Linked DNA regions of Mus musculus: all the other regions are linked to region 1. A link is a contact called in public HiChIP or PLAC-seq data. All regions are on one chromosome and are shown on one strand. Each heading gives the region's core, a stretch centred on a gene start, on an enhancer-like site or on the middle of the called end of the contact. The rest is flanking DNA. Distances are from core to core; before and after follow the strand shown. Region 1 holds the start of Hps3 (HPS3, biogenesis of lysosomal organelles complex 2 subunit 1). Region 2 has its middle 24 kb from the start of Gm31320. Region 3 has its middle 49 kb from the start of Gm42190.

Region 1 (4,291 bases), core at 1,118-3,617:
AAGAATGAAACAGACCAGTGAAGACAGTGAGAAGGTAGCCATCTGTAAGCCATGGAAAGAGGGCTCAAGAAAGCAGGCCTTCTCATGTATTGACATTGGACTTCCAGCCTCCAGAACTGAAGAAGTGGAGGAGGAAGAGGAATAGAAGGAGGAGGACTCTGTTGCTGAAACCAAGCAGTGCGTTTTATTTGTCATGATAGTCCTAAAGAACAAATGGGACATGATGGTATGCCACCCTGGTCCCTGCTTTTGTAACAGGAGACAAGTGAGTGGTTTCTACTCACAGATCCTCACAAACAAGGAAACTAGGCATACACTCACTCGAAGCTATCTTCATGCAATGATTAATTTTATCAACTTTACTGTATTCAGAATTAACTATATAACACACTTCTGAATGTGTCTGTGGGCACATTTTCAGAAGGGTTTAATGCAAGAGGGAAGACACAGCTTGAATGTGGGCTCTGCCCTACAATGCTGTGAGGTCTTGGACTGAAGGGATACAAAACAGTATTGAGAAGGCCATTTTCTCTTTTTTTCTGATCAGCCCAGGTAGAAGCAGTTTCCTCCATGATGGACCCTACCTCCTAAATACTGATCTAGACCAAACCGTTCCTCTCTGAAGTATAAGGATCCATGATTTGCCAAAGAATGATACCCCAGACTCAAATGTGGGGTCTCTCATTACCAGAACAGAGACCACCAAGTCAGTTTGCAAGCCTGATTTAAAGCACATTAGGGAATTCTGGGGTAGGTGACCCTGTCAAGATTGACATGGAGGTTGGGTCCATCTCTATAGACATTCCATTACTGGGGTGTGGGGGCTGGAAACTTGCTGGGGAGGTCTGAAAACTGTTGCTGAAGAAGTCTGGAAAGTGCTGCTGACCCAGTGTCCTTGCCTCAGGCCAGGTGGCAGGGCGGCTTCTAAGGCCTGGACTTGCCTGGAATTGTCCAGTTCTTAGAGACAGAGATTTAGGCCTATTCTCCTTAGCTGCCAATTTGAAGTCTGTCATGGAATCAGCCTAGCTTTCTCATAAGCTGATGGTCACAGAAGTGAGAAAAACAGTTAATAAAGATAAAAATCTCTTCCCAAAATTTCTTAGGTCAGCCAGGTACAGGGACTATATCAAGGGAGAAGAAGCTATCTCTAGAGAAGGTAGTGCCATTCTAGGACTTAATGAATCTCACAAAAGTCAAATTACATTCAATTAATATCCTGAAGAGGAAAAATTAATCAAAAGAGACAGACACTTAAATCAGATACTCATAAGAGGGAAAGGGGATGTTTATGGATGTCACATGAGTAGCAATCTGCTTGTTTTCCTGATTTCTGTAGCCCAGATCTCTGGACTATTCCATGTATTCTTTGCTCACTGAGTTTAATGAACCCGTCTCCCAGAGTGTTCCTAGTAGAGGATGAAGTACATGATTCCTCGTCATCTGGAAGGTATTCGAAATGGCAGCAGTTCAACTTCAGTCCAATTGCTCCCACATTATAAATTCTCAGAGCAAAGGACTCAAGGTAACCATCAGCATGAGAATTGAAGTTTGCTCTTTTCAGTGTAAAAAGAAGAGCATCCTCCAGTCAACCAATACGTACATATGTGCATGCAAACACATATATTTTCTAGAATTGTTAAAAAAACATTATAGATCTGGTTTATTAAATCTCCCAAAATAGAAAAATTCCGACGGCAAGTTTCTTCAATATAGGAAATACTTAGGAACTGTATATTGACCATCCGGGGATCTCTCTCCTCCCCTATTATCTAAGGCTTAGAGGAAACTTTTGCCAAATGCCTGCAAAATGTTTTCATAGATCTTCTCATCCAATGCATTATTTTTTTATTTTTATTTTTTGCTAAGCATCTTCGAGGATTTGCCCTTTTCAATAAAACCATTGTAGGATCCACAGTATTTGTGGTGTGTTTAACCCTACGTTGGGAGTTTAACATCAGGTTTTGCAGTTTCATCCTTTAGAAGCAGACTTTGTGTGCCCCGGTACAGGGGAACGCCAGGGCCAAAGGGGGGGAGTGGGTGGGTAGGGGAGTGGGGGTGGGTGGGTAAGGGGGACTTTTGGTATAGCATTGGAAATGTAAATGAGCTAAATACCTAATAAAAAATGGAAAAAAAAAAAAAAAAGTTCAAAGTCTAAGGCAAGTCGACCAAGGCACAGACGGGCAGATGATCGAGTGTTAAACACGCTGAAGGTTTCACATACTAATCTGTCCAGAAGCAGCAAAGTTAACATCTCCAAAGAGGAACCGAGGTCTCTGCATCCACTTAGGGTAGCACTTCACTTAGCGCGCGGCCTCTTTAAGGAGCGGTGCCCGGGGTGTGGTCGCAGCGCTCACGTGATCCGGAGCAGCTCTCTAAGCTTGCGGAAGCCGCCCAGCGGTCCGGGCGCCGGGATGGTGCGTCTGTACAACCTGCACCCGTTTGGGTCGCAGCAGGTAGTCCCCTGCCAGTGGGAGCCGGAGCAGGTCTGCTGCGGCGGGAGCGACGCGCTGTTCGTGGCTGCCGGCTGCAAGGTGGAGGCGTTCGCTGTTCAGGGCGAAGAGCTGTGCCGGCAGCGCTGCGCCTTCTCCACGCTAGGCAGGGTGCTGCGCATGGCCTACAGCGAAGCCGGTGAGGAGCGGCTTTGGGGCGGGGCTCTGGGTAGGGAAGGGATTGGTGCTCTTCTAGGCTGGCTGCTGACAGTCAGTGTGGGTCGGGCACTAAGTGCTAAAGTCATTTTGTGTAGTTGTTTTAGCGACCGCAGATCCGGTGTCGTGCCACGGTCCGGTGCTTGCCTAGTTTGCTTGAAGCCTTGGTCTGATCCTCCTTACTCAGATTGCTTCAACTAGTCATTCTAGCACTTTGGAGGTAGAGACCGGAGGATCTGAAGTTTAAGGTCCTCTGCAGTTTGGTGAGTTCCATTCTAGCCTAGGCTACAAGTAATCATGTCTCGAAGCAAAACAAAGCAGACACCCCACGTGGAGATGCAATGCTGACTGATCCCGTCCACAGCTTGAAATAAAGACGTGTGGCTCGGTTCCACTTATGCCAGACCCTTAAAAGATTAATGTAAGAAAACAAACCTGGTTCAAGAGAAAGAGGAGGGAGAATGATATCCTGAAGTTCACAGGAGGCTCGACCTCAAAAGTTATCTCAAATCGGAGCCAGCCCTTTTACCTCTTAAGTCACTATCACTTGTGGTTGATTTATTACATTGGGTTGTATCAAATGCTTGGCCCTGGTTGGATACTAATGACTTGAGCCACACCGACTGGAGGAGGCTAGCACTAAACCATGATAACCTCGTTCTTGAAACCTTGAAGAACAAAGATGCTTTTATTACCATGTTGGCTGCCTTAAAGAGCTTCAGGAATCATGTGGGATGGCATAAGTATCACGGGCCATATAACTCAAAGGTAGCATTCAGTCCACAGTTGAACTTCAACTTCTGAGTGTAACTTCTATTAACCCATGCATGACTAAACATTAATAGGCTGACCCCTGGCAATGCCTAAGTTCAGAAAACCTGTCTGATGTCTCCTTTGATGCCTTTTTTTCTTCTGAGTAAATGTTCTGGTCTGTGTTCTCTCAGTGCCTAGTGTCCTCTGCCATAGCAAATCCACCTTGTCAACAACCAGGACTATCTGTGCATTTATATTTACTGTGAATGTTTTGGAGGCCTTTTTCCCAGGCAGAAAGCATTTTCTTTTTCTGTCAGGTCCAAAGGAAACCCCAAGTCCCAAACTCCAAAGGGCAGTCCAAAGATCCAGACGTGAGCTCCTCCATGGCTATAGGAGGAGTTCTGGTGTTTAGTTAAAAGCCAGCCTTCCTTCCTCAGGAACTTGTGGAGGCAGTTCCTGTCTGTCAGAGGAGTCATTTCCCTTACCTCTGGCAAAAGGAGCTATGGCTCTTCAATCTACATACACGTGTGATACTACTCCTCAGCATCCCAAGGTCCAGGCTAGCCTCAGGCCTCCCTCAGTCCCTGAAGTACCTATTACATATTTCCAAGTCCATGCTATCTCACTGTGCTCTTCTCTCTCTTGCAGATAACCTTGGCCATGTCTATTCAGCTGGCCATGTTCAGGTTACTTCTTTCTCTCTCTGCTCTGGATTCATCCAGATCTTCTGGCTGTTTCTCCCTCTCCCTCTCCCTCTCCCTCTCCCTCTCCCTCTCCCTTTCCTTTTATCTCCTTCTCCCTCGTCCCTCTCCCTCCATCGCCTTTTCCCTCCTCCCTCTAACTCTACCCTCTCCCTCCTCCCTCTCCCTCTCTATCTCCCTCCTCCCTCTCTT
Region 2 (4,291 bases), core at 844-3,343, 160 kb before region 1:
ATGGCAGCATGCAGGCAGGCATGGTGCAGGAGGAGCTGAGAGTTCTACATCTTCATCTGAAAGCTGCTAGCAGAATACTGGCTCTCAGGCAGCTAGGATGTCGGTATAAAAGCTCACACCCACAAGGCTGCACCTACTCCAACAGGGCCACACCTCCCGACAGGCTACTCCCTGGGCCAAGCATATGCAAACCATGACATAATGGGTTGGTCTTGTAATGCTGTGTATTCTCATGCTCAATGCTGGTTCCCAAGATCTGGTTCTCCCCAGTGAGGAGTTCCTCGGGGATGAGGAGATCTTTACGTATATCAAATGATGCTTCAGATCTTTGCTCCAGAATCCTAAAAGGCCTTCCATTAGGTCTTCCCGTATAACAAAGAAATAAGAAGTGACCGTTTCCAGAAAGGAAGTCATATAAAACTACCCTTGAGAATGAACTCTCTTAAGAGAGAGATTGTTATCCTCTCTCTCTTAATATACATTTTTATATGTAAATATATATACATTTTGCACAGTTTTACACTTTTTGGGGAAGATTCCATTGCCTGCTTTTCCAGGGGACCCAGGTTCTATTCTCAGCGCCCACCTGCAGCTCACCACCCTCTGTAACCACAGTTCCTCTTCCGGTGTCTGTGGCACTGCACGACATGGTGTATGTTCATGCAGGCCAAACATACATACATAAAATATAAGTGTTAAGTAAAGACAGCTCTTGCCTCACAAGCAGCACTGTTGTACTTAATATCCTAGCCATTGCCAGTTCTGTCCGTTGGCATCAGCCTGTGCACCTCCCATGCCAGGGCCTTTATTAAAAATTCTTTCTGTCTCTGCCAGCACACAAAGCAAAGGAAAAGGATCTTCGCTGCTCTTAACTTCCACGTTCATAGACCAGACTCGCAAATACCCACAGAAGTTACATTCAAAGTGAGACTAGTATTTTATTATGGTTAAGCTGAAATAACAAAATACTATAGACAGCAAAAAATTATTTTCTCACTTCTACCAGACCAGGGTCTCACTCGCATGACCCCACTGCATCTTTAGAGACTTTATCCCCAAACTCAGCAAATCACTCAGTCACGCCTTGGTGGGAATAGCGTCCAACAGTGGCAGATCTGAACCACAAGGTGGCGCTGCTACTCAACTCCTAAACCTTGTCAGGCCCGTTTTGTTTTGTATTATTTTGTTTTGTTTTGTTTTGTTGTTTTGTTGTTGTTGTTGTTTTTGTTTGTTTGTTTGTTTGTTTTTTTTTTTTTTTTTTTTTGCTAAAACCTTCAGAATTTGAGAGAAGCTAAAAAGCTGGATGAATTTTTTTTTTTTTTTTTGAGTGATCATCGCTTTCCCAATGAAAAAGATAGGTAAAACTGAAGACGGGGACCATGTGGTTCTACAAAGACTTTCATCTGCATAAGAAAAAGATGGAATCTTTCATAAAGAAAATACAAGGATTCTGTGACATCCACTTCATACCGGACTCATATGAAACCCCCAAATTACCTGTATAATATGCTCAAGATTGAAAGATTGTCATCAGCCAGTTTGTCCAGTGCATACTTTGCAGTTATATAACACTAAGGCTGAGTTTTCTCTGGTCTATTAAGACAGGTGAGGAAGATAGTAAGACCACAGTTACATGTATAAACAAACCTGTAATTTATACAGTGTATTTATAGGCACAGTAATGAGCTGACTTCTCCAGACAACTAGCCTCCACAGCTAGCCTTCATGGTGACTTGCATTGCCTTGGTGTCTAGGTTAATGGGAAACAAGGATGAACTCCATCCCACCTGGATCTCTAGCCCACTGGTCTGCGAGAGAACCCAGGCAGTAGATCTCTAGACCGTCCTCCCTCAGCCTCAGAGGCCCCCTGGGCTTGGACACCTTGTGGAGACAAGCATGGAACAATTACTGTTAGAAATGCCCATGGACAAAGACAATGAGATCCAGAGACTCACCTAAGTTCCCTCCGTTTATGTTATGGTCAAACATCTAATCACCTTTCTTCATACACTGGCTCCCGTTTCTTTCTCCCCCGCAGGAGGAGGCTTGTTGCCACATGACAAGCTTTCTTCATAGCTTCACCCTTGACTATGATTTCCAAGCAAAAGTCTGTGGCCTATTTCTTGTGCCAATTCCCGTTGTCATGTGACTCATGTGAGGGCTTCGGACGTTTCCACCGAGCCGGTGGATTTTAGATAAGGAACTACAAGCACGAGCACTTCCCTTTCAGTTAAAATCCACTCCGCCTGGCTGATGGCATTTGCTTGGTTTTGATCATCTCCCTTCTACTCTGTCACCTCCCAAGATTTATTTCCTTGCCAAATATCTCTAAATTTTCTTGTTTGAGTTACTCATATTGCTTCTTGAACCAGAAAAAAACTAAGTTCAAATTTCAGATCTGCCAACTTGCATCAATTGTATAAAGAATTAATTTATGCCATACACAACAGCTTCTAAACACAGGCTGAGTTTCTGGCCAGGAAAAGCATTCTTATCTTAAAAGAAGAGTAATCTTCTCAAACAGGTTCCTCGTGGCTCGTCAGATTTCTTTTATGGGGGAGACATCAGCAACCTAGAATATTGTAGTGAATGCAGACCAGAAATTAACTGAGTTACTATGTTTCTAAAACACACTCAGGGTGTTGCCTCCTGTGGCCTGGTCCTTTCTGATCAAGCTCTTCTTCCAACAAATCTAAACATGGTCCCATGCCCTGTACCAATTACATCCCTCCTCTCACCCTCCTCTCGTATCAAATCAAAACCACTGGTCTCAGGGACCTATCTCCTAGTCCTTCTGGATTGTAATAGCCTTCGCCTACCTAAATGAAGATCTGTGACATGCTGAGCTGTCAGGTAATCTCAGTGACTGAATTCTGGTCCCTGACCTGGGGTGTCTAAGGTCTGACACGGTCACCTCTAACCTGAGTAATCCATAGACTCACATAGGAGCTAGATCTTAGGATAGGTTTGCATGCGGACGAGGTCTTCTCCTCCATCTCACTTTAACTACCTTGTCCCATCTATCATCTATTTGGGAGAACACAGGATATTTGAGCATACTCCAGAGTCAGACATCATGGCACTACCTGCAATCTAAACAGTGCGAATGATAAGGAGAAATCACTTTTCTATCAATTCAACACTAGGCTGGGAAAACTAACAATAAACCTTTAAAAAAAAAAGGCATTAAAGACAAGTGAGGGAACCAGGTCACCTCTCCAGTCTACAGAATAAAAAGAAAAAAAAATCAGTATTAAATCCAGTGTCTGAATGGTGGAGAACCCTTGCTCATTCTCAAAAACTAAGTACAGCTAGAGACACAAAATTAGGATCTACACCTGCTAAGGATGTTCATCAACAGTCTCCATAGAATTACAGGGCAGATTTGTTGTGACAAGACCCTTTGACAAAAAGTGTGACCTTACGTTAGTACAAACATGAGACGTCTTTAGAGTAGACTCAAAGAGCAGCCTGAGCATGACACAAAATTAGAAGATGAGATGAAAAGTGATGATCAGGGAGAAGCCAATCAGAATTGTGAGAATCAGAACAGTACCTAGAAATAGTACCTAGAACAGTACCTAGAAATAGTACCTAGAAATAGTACCTACAACAGTACCTAGAAATAGTACCTAGAACAGTGCCTAGAAATAGTACCTAGAACAGTATCTAGAAATAGTACCTAGAACAGTACCTAGAAATAGTTCCTACAACAGTACCTAGAACAGTACCTAGAAATAGTACCTACAACAGTACCTAGAAATAGTACCTAGAACAGTGCCTAGAAATAGTACCTAGAAACGGGAAAAATAAATGTTGATTTTTTACTATCACTTTGTTCTGTACTCTGCCCACAACTTTAATTTTATGATTCTGGATATTGGTAAATTAAAAGTCAACACATCAGTACTAACCATTCAAAATGCAATAGACAGGCTAATGCCAATGCTGGATTGCCTTGACTGGTTTTAAATTGTGTTGTGCTTCCCATGGCTTCCCCTCATCTGTTATAAAGGAGGTTCAAAGCAGACAATTGAGCTTAGAATTTACTTCTGATTCTAACAAGATGTGATCCTTCAGTCACTCAATGTCTTGGATTTATTCTAGAAGTACTCACTTGACTTCAGAGTGTTCTAACAGGGTAGCATAAGTTCAAAGCACCTGGAAACCAAACTGGAAGACAATTGCAAAGCTCTGAGAGTGTTGCTCTCCCCTGGCTTACTTACGAAAATAACGATCAGCAATGATCTTAGTGACGATCTAGAGAAATGCAATGAGAAGCCTCTTAGGA
Region 3 (4,291 bases), core at 1,122-3,621, 130 kb after region 1:
TTTATTAAGAAATAAATATTTTAAAAATGTTCTTCAAATAGCATACGTGTGCTTTCAGTTTTGAAGAACACTGTAGTTAAAAGTGAAAGGATAAATAGTGTTAAATATCATTCACTCAACCCTCTGCCACAGTTGGAGTTCTGTATCAACAGTGTCTCAGGGAGAGGCAGGTATTTTCATCAGCCTGCCTCACACATGTCTTGTTTTCTCTTTTCCACACTTTGCCTACATGTCAGTGGCAGAAAGTAAAACTTAAGCTTATGTAAAAACTCAAAATGAGGTTATTTATCAAGCTCTACTTGGTCAAGGCCTGCAGGCAGCTATGAGGAGCACGCTGAAGGTCCACCCACATGGGGCCCTGGATTGTGAGACTCCAGCCCTCACAGGTCAGGAGTTTTGACTGAACCATGTGACTCTCAACTCACCCTGGAACATTCTATGTAATTTTCCCACATCTTCAAGGAATTTACATTCAAACTGACACTGCACTTGCGCCACTAGTAGCACCCAGACCACAGGCCTCCCAAGGTCAACTACTCCCATCCCACCCCTCTATCCTCTATGAAAGCCTCAGGCTGTGTGAGCTGGTCAATTCCCAGAAGATTTCACCTCAGTGATGCTGGTCTCTTCTTAATCACTGCTAATTTCTTAGCTCCAACTAACCAGCATCAATTGTCCCAGTAGTTCCTTCCATTCTTAACTCTAGAACCAGAGCCACATGGCTGAAGCTGCCAAGTTCTGCTGTTTGCAGGACATAGAACATGATCCCCTTGTACTATTACATTATCACTGGCTTTATGTTTTCCAAATCCTTCACTGCCTAAGCTTCGCTGTCCTGGATCTTGTTCTGTAGATTGACCTTGAACACAGAGATCTGCATGGCTGTCTCCTGGGATTAAAGGTGTGTACCAACAAGCCAGAATCTAAATTTAGCTGGGTAGGATCTTGCCCCAAGGTCCCACTCCCTTAATCTGTTATCTCCTAGAACACAGGATTTTGCTCCATTTCACTTCCTGGTACCCCTTTAATACTCGAAATTGTATATTTTTCCTTTCTAAGCTTGCTATGCTGTTCAAACTTCTCTTCATAAGACTTAACCAGAGAACAAAGTCTTTGCTGGGCTTTTTTTGAAACTTCCTTTGTCAATGCAATTAATCTGAGTCTCTTCACCTTAGCCTTGGGCAGACTTTTCAGACAAGGTAAAAAAAGTAGCCACATTCTTCACCAAAACACCACAAAAACAGTCTTTATGCCACATTCTGAAATTATTATCCTTTGAAATCTCTTGGGCCAGGTCAACACAGTTCAAATTACTCCCAACAACAAAGTCTTCCATATTCCTACTAGGATGACCCATTAAGCCTCATTTAAAGCATTCCACTGAGTTCCAAATCCAAAGTCCCCAAATCCACATTCTTTCAAATAAAAGCATGGTTAGGCTTATCACAGCAATACCCCAGTCCCTGGTACCAACTTGTCTTAGCCAGGGTTTCCTTTCTTTCTTTCTTTCTTTCTTTCTTTCTTTCTTTCTTTCTTTCTTTCTTTCTTTCTTTCTTTCTTTCCTTCTTTCTTTCTTTCTTTCTTTCTTTCTTCCTCCCCCCCACACCCTCTGGAGACACGGTTTCTCTGTATAGCCCTGGCTGTCCTGGAACTCACTTTGTAGACTAGGCTGGCCTCGAACTCAGAAATCCACCTGCCTCTGCCTCCCAAGTGCTGGGATTAAAGGCATGTGCCACCACTGCCCGGCTAAGTCAGGGTTTCTATTCCTGCACAAACATCATGACCAAGAAGCAAGTTGGGGAGGAAAGGGTTTATTCAGCTTACACTTCCATACTGCTGTTCATCACCAAGGAAGTCAGGACTGGAACTCAAGCAGGTCAAGAAGCAGGAGCTGATGCAGAGGCCATGGAAGGATGTTTCTTACTGGCTTGCTTCCTCTGGCTTGCTCAGCCTGCTCTTACAGAACCCGATACTACCAGCCCAGGGATGGCATCACCCACAATGGGCCCTCCCACCCTTGATCACTAATTGAGAAAATGCCCCACAGCTGGATCTCATGGAGGCATTTCTCCAACTGAAGCTCCTTTCTCTGTGATAACTCCAGCCTGTGTCAATTGACACAGAATCAGCCTGTAGAGAGGGTCTTGCCTTAGTGGTGAGTCAGCCTGTGTCAATTGACACAGAACCAGCCTGTAGAGAGGGTCTTGCCTTAGTGGTGAGTCAGCAAATACTTGACTCCATAGCCTCCTCCCCACCATTCCAAAATTCAAATCTGGAATTTAAACATCCAGGGAGGGAAAAGGTAAGGGGAGGAAAACTCGGTACCTCAGTTACTCTGTCTTCCTGAGGTCAAGACAAAACATAACGCAAGGCTGACACCTAGTGGCTACCTACTTGCTACAGGAGCCCACCCTGCATTAAACTAAGGACCAACTGAGAAACAAAGGAAGAAAGATATCTGAAATCAGTGCTGGCGACATGCCTGCCTCTGCCCATCCTTTCATGTTATTTTAAGTTCTAAGGATAATTAAGTCACTTCTACCTCTTATCTGAGGGTTCTGCCTGGCCCTCTCTTGCGTTCTGCAATGTTCACCTGGATTGATTTCCTCAGCTCCCTCCTCACTATCCTCTATCCTATTAAGAGATTCATGTCTGAAGCCCTCAGGCTTGCTCATCCTTTGGTTCTAGCCCTGGTCTACATTTGTGGACTGTTTCCTTCACACAAATTTTTCTAGAAGTGTGTTTCTAGTACACTTCTGGCCCTGGCAATCGAGTCATAGCTTCCAGGCTGGATTTTACTTTGGTATTGGAGCTCTGGCAGTTTTAATAATTAGGCTCAGTCACTTGTCCTCAATAGGCCAGTCAAGGGGCCAAAAAAGCAAAGGCAGAGAGAAATTTATTCAATGTGGCTGCACCAGGAAGGGGGTCTGACATAAGGCATAGGTTTAAGTGGGGGAATGGAGAGATGGCTCATCAGTTAAGAGCTACTCTTCCAGTAGGCAGGGGATGTTTCTTTGGGCTCCAATACTCCCTGCTCACCTGGATTGTCTCTTCCTTCTCCTGCTCATTTCCCACTCTGCCCAAGCCTTACACATGGGGCTTTGCTCCCGGGCTGCCTTCAGGCCCCCTTCCTTCTCCCTTACCCTTTATGGTCTCACATACTAAGACCCCGGATAGCGCTCCACTTACCTCTCGGTCTTTGCCATTCTGCTTTCACTGTCATTTCTCATCCAGATGTTTACTAGTTACCAAATTGGTTTCTCAGCTGCATCCTTGTTAGCTCTCTTCCCCAGTGTGGTCAGGGGCATTTTCCCTATGACCCCACTTCTTTAAAGCTTCTTTCCACGGCAAATAAACTTCAGACCCAGCCCTGCCTGCTTGGCTCCTTATCTTGCTTCATCTCTGGGGTTTAGCTCCTAAAAAATTAACAGTGTCTCTTTTCTCCTCTCTTCACTACCTTCCTCCCTTCCACACCGTGAATTTTGCCCTAGACATTTCCTTGCTTGGGATCCACTTTCCTTCTCTTCCGCTCTCTTCTTAATACATATGTTCTCTCCTGCCTCTTCTGGAGTACTCTCCTGAGGCCCCAGCCAGGAACACTTTCTCTGTGACCCAATGCACTGCACTTCCTAACTAAAACTGTTCCCAGGGGCTAGAGGGATGGCTCAGTGCTTAAGATGGCTCTTATTCCAGAGAACTTGGCTTTGATTCCCAGAACCCACAAGGAGGCTCACAACCCTCTGCAATGTCAGTTCCAGGCAATTCAGTGCCCTCGAGTCTTCTCCAGGCACACACGTGCTGCACAGACAGACATACAGGCAGAGGAGACACCCACACACATGAAATAAACTGCTTCCAAACTCACTCCATACACCCCCTTTTCCCACTCCACTTTCCACTGGCACCAGTGTGCTAACATAACTGCATTCACCCCGAATTTTCTTTGCAGGTCTTCTCAAGCCCTTTACACATTGATGTAGATATCAATAGAGTGAAAATTAGCTCCCCAAGTTTTGGTCATGGACCTCTTTTACCACAAGCATCCTGAGATGTGAGTGCTTCAGGGTGAGAGACCTGTGACACAATTTACCATTTCATTATAGACTGGGGAACAAGGACTGAAAAGCCAAAGTTAAACCCATGGCTATTCCACTGCTATATAACATCAAACAAAATCATTTTCACACTTTCCTTATGCTAGAAGACACTTAGAATGCAGGATTTGTCACAAAGATTATTGACTGCTCCAACAGTTTGTGCACAGTATGTGCTTCCCGGTATGTTCCACTGT

Evidence for each region. HiChIP or PLAC-seq counts read pairs in DNA pulled down with a chosen protein or histone mark.
Region 2: an H3K4me3 HiChIP or PLAC-seq map of bone marrow-derived macrophages shows a contact between it and region 1, with 3 times the contacts expected there. The contact joins the enhancer-like site here to the promoter of Hps3 in region 1. A contact is called at or near these places in 9 of 39 promoter capture datasets (the 3T3-L1 cell line, 3T3-L1-derived adipocytes, the C10 cell line and 4 more), 7 of 484 Hi-C or Micro-C datasets (CD4 T cells, Sertoli cells, cardiomyocytes and 4 more), 3 of 115 datasets of contacts at active chromatin or transcription factors (bone marrow-derived macrophages, neural progenitor cells and stem cell-derived neural progenitor cells) and 2 of 9 other capture datasets (adipose tissue and liver).
Region 3: a FOXA1 HiChIP or PLAC-seq map of pancreatic cancer cells shows a contact between it and region 1. The contact joins the enhancer-like site here to the promoter of Hps3 in region 1. A contact is called at or near these places in 4 of 39 promoter capture datasets (liver, neural stem cells and pre-B cells), 1 of 484 Hi-C or Micro-C datasets (CD4 T cells), 6 of 115 datasets of contacts at active chromatin or transcription factors (bone marrow-derived macrophages, embryonic stem cells, intestinal villus epithelium and 2 more) and 1 of 9 other capture datasets (adipose tissue).

Annotation. Positions count from the first base shown.
Region 1 is chr3:20,033,386-20,037,676 of GRCm38.p6, reverse strand. It overlaps Hps3 (HPS3, biogenesis of lysosomal organelles complex 2 subunit 1), which reads left to right and starts at 2,367. Exons shown (of 17, transcript NM_080634.4): 1 at 2,367-2,628. The coding sequence starts at 2,412.
Region 2 is chr3:20,195,938-20,200,228 of GRCm38.p6, reverse strand. No RefSeq gene overlaps it. Among named protein-coding and RNA genes, the nearest start is that of Gm31320, 24 kb to the left of the region's middle. Within about 2 kb of position 2,093, at least 12 of the 459 cell types and tissues checked have an H3K27ac peak or open chromatin away from gene starts, as enhancers often do. A contact at or near this core is called in adipose tissue and bone marrow-derived macrophages, where this site is marked.
Region 3 is chr3:19,902,976-19,907,266 of GRCm38.p6, reverse strand. No RefSeq gene overlaps it. Among named protein-coding and RNA genes, the nearest start is that of Gm42190, 49 kb to the left of the region's middle. Within about 2 kb of position 2,371, at least 18 of the 459 cell types and tissues checked have an H3K27ac peak or open chromatin away from gene starts, as enhancers often do. A contact at or near this core is called in neural stem cells and pancreatic cancer cells, where this site is marked.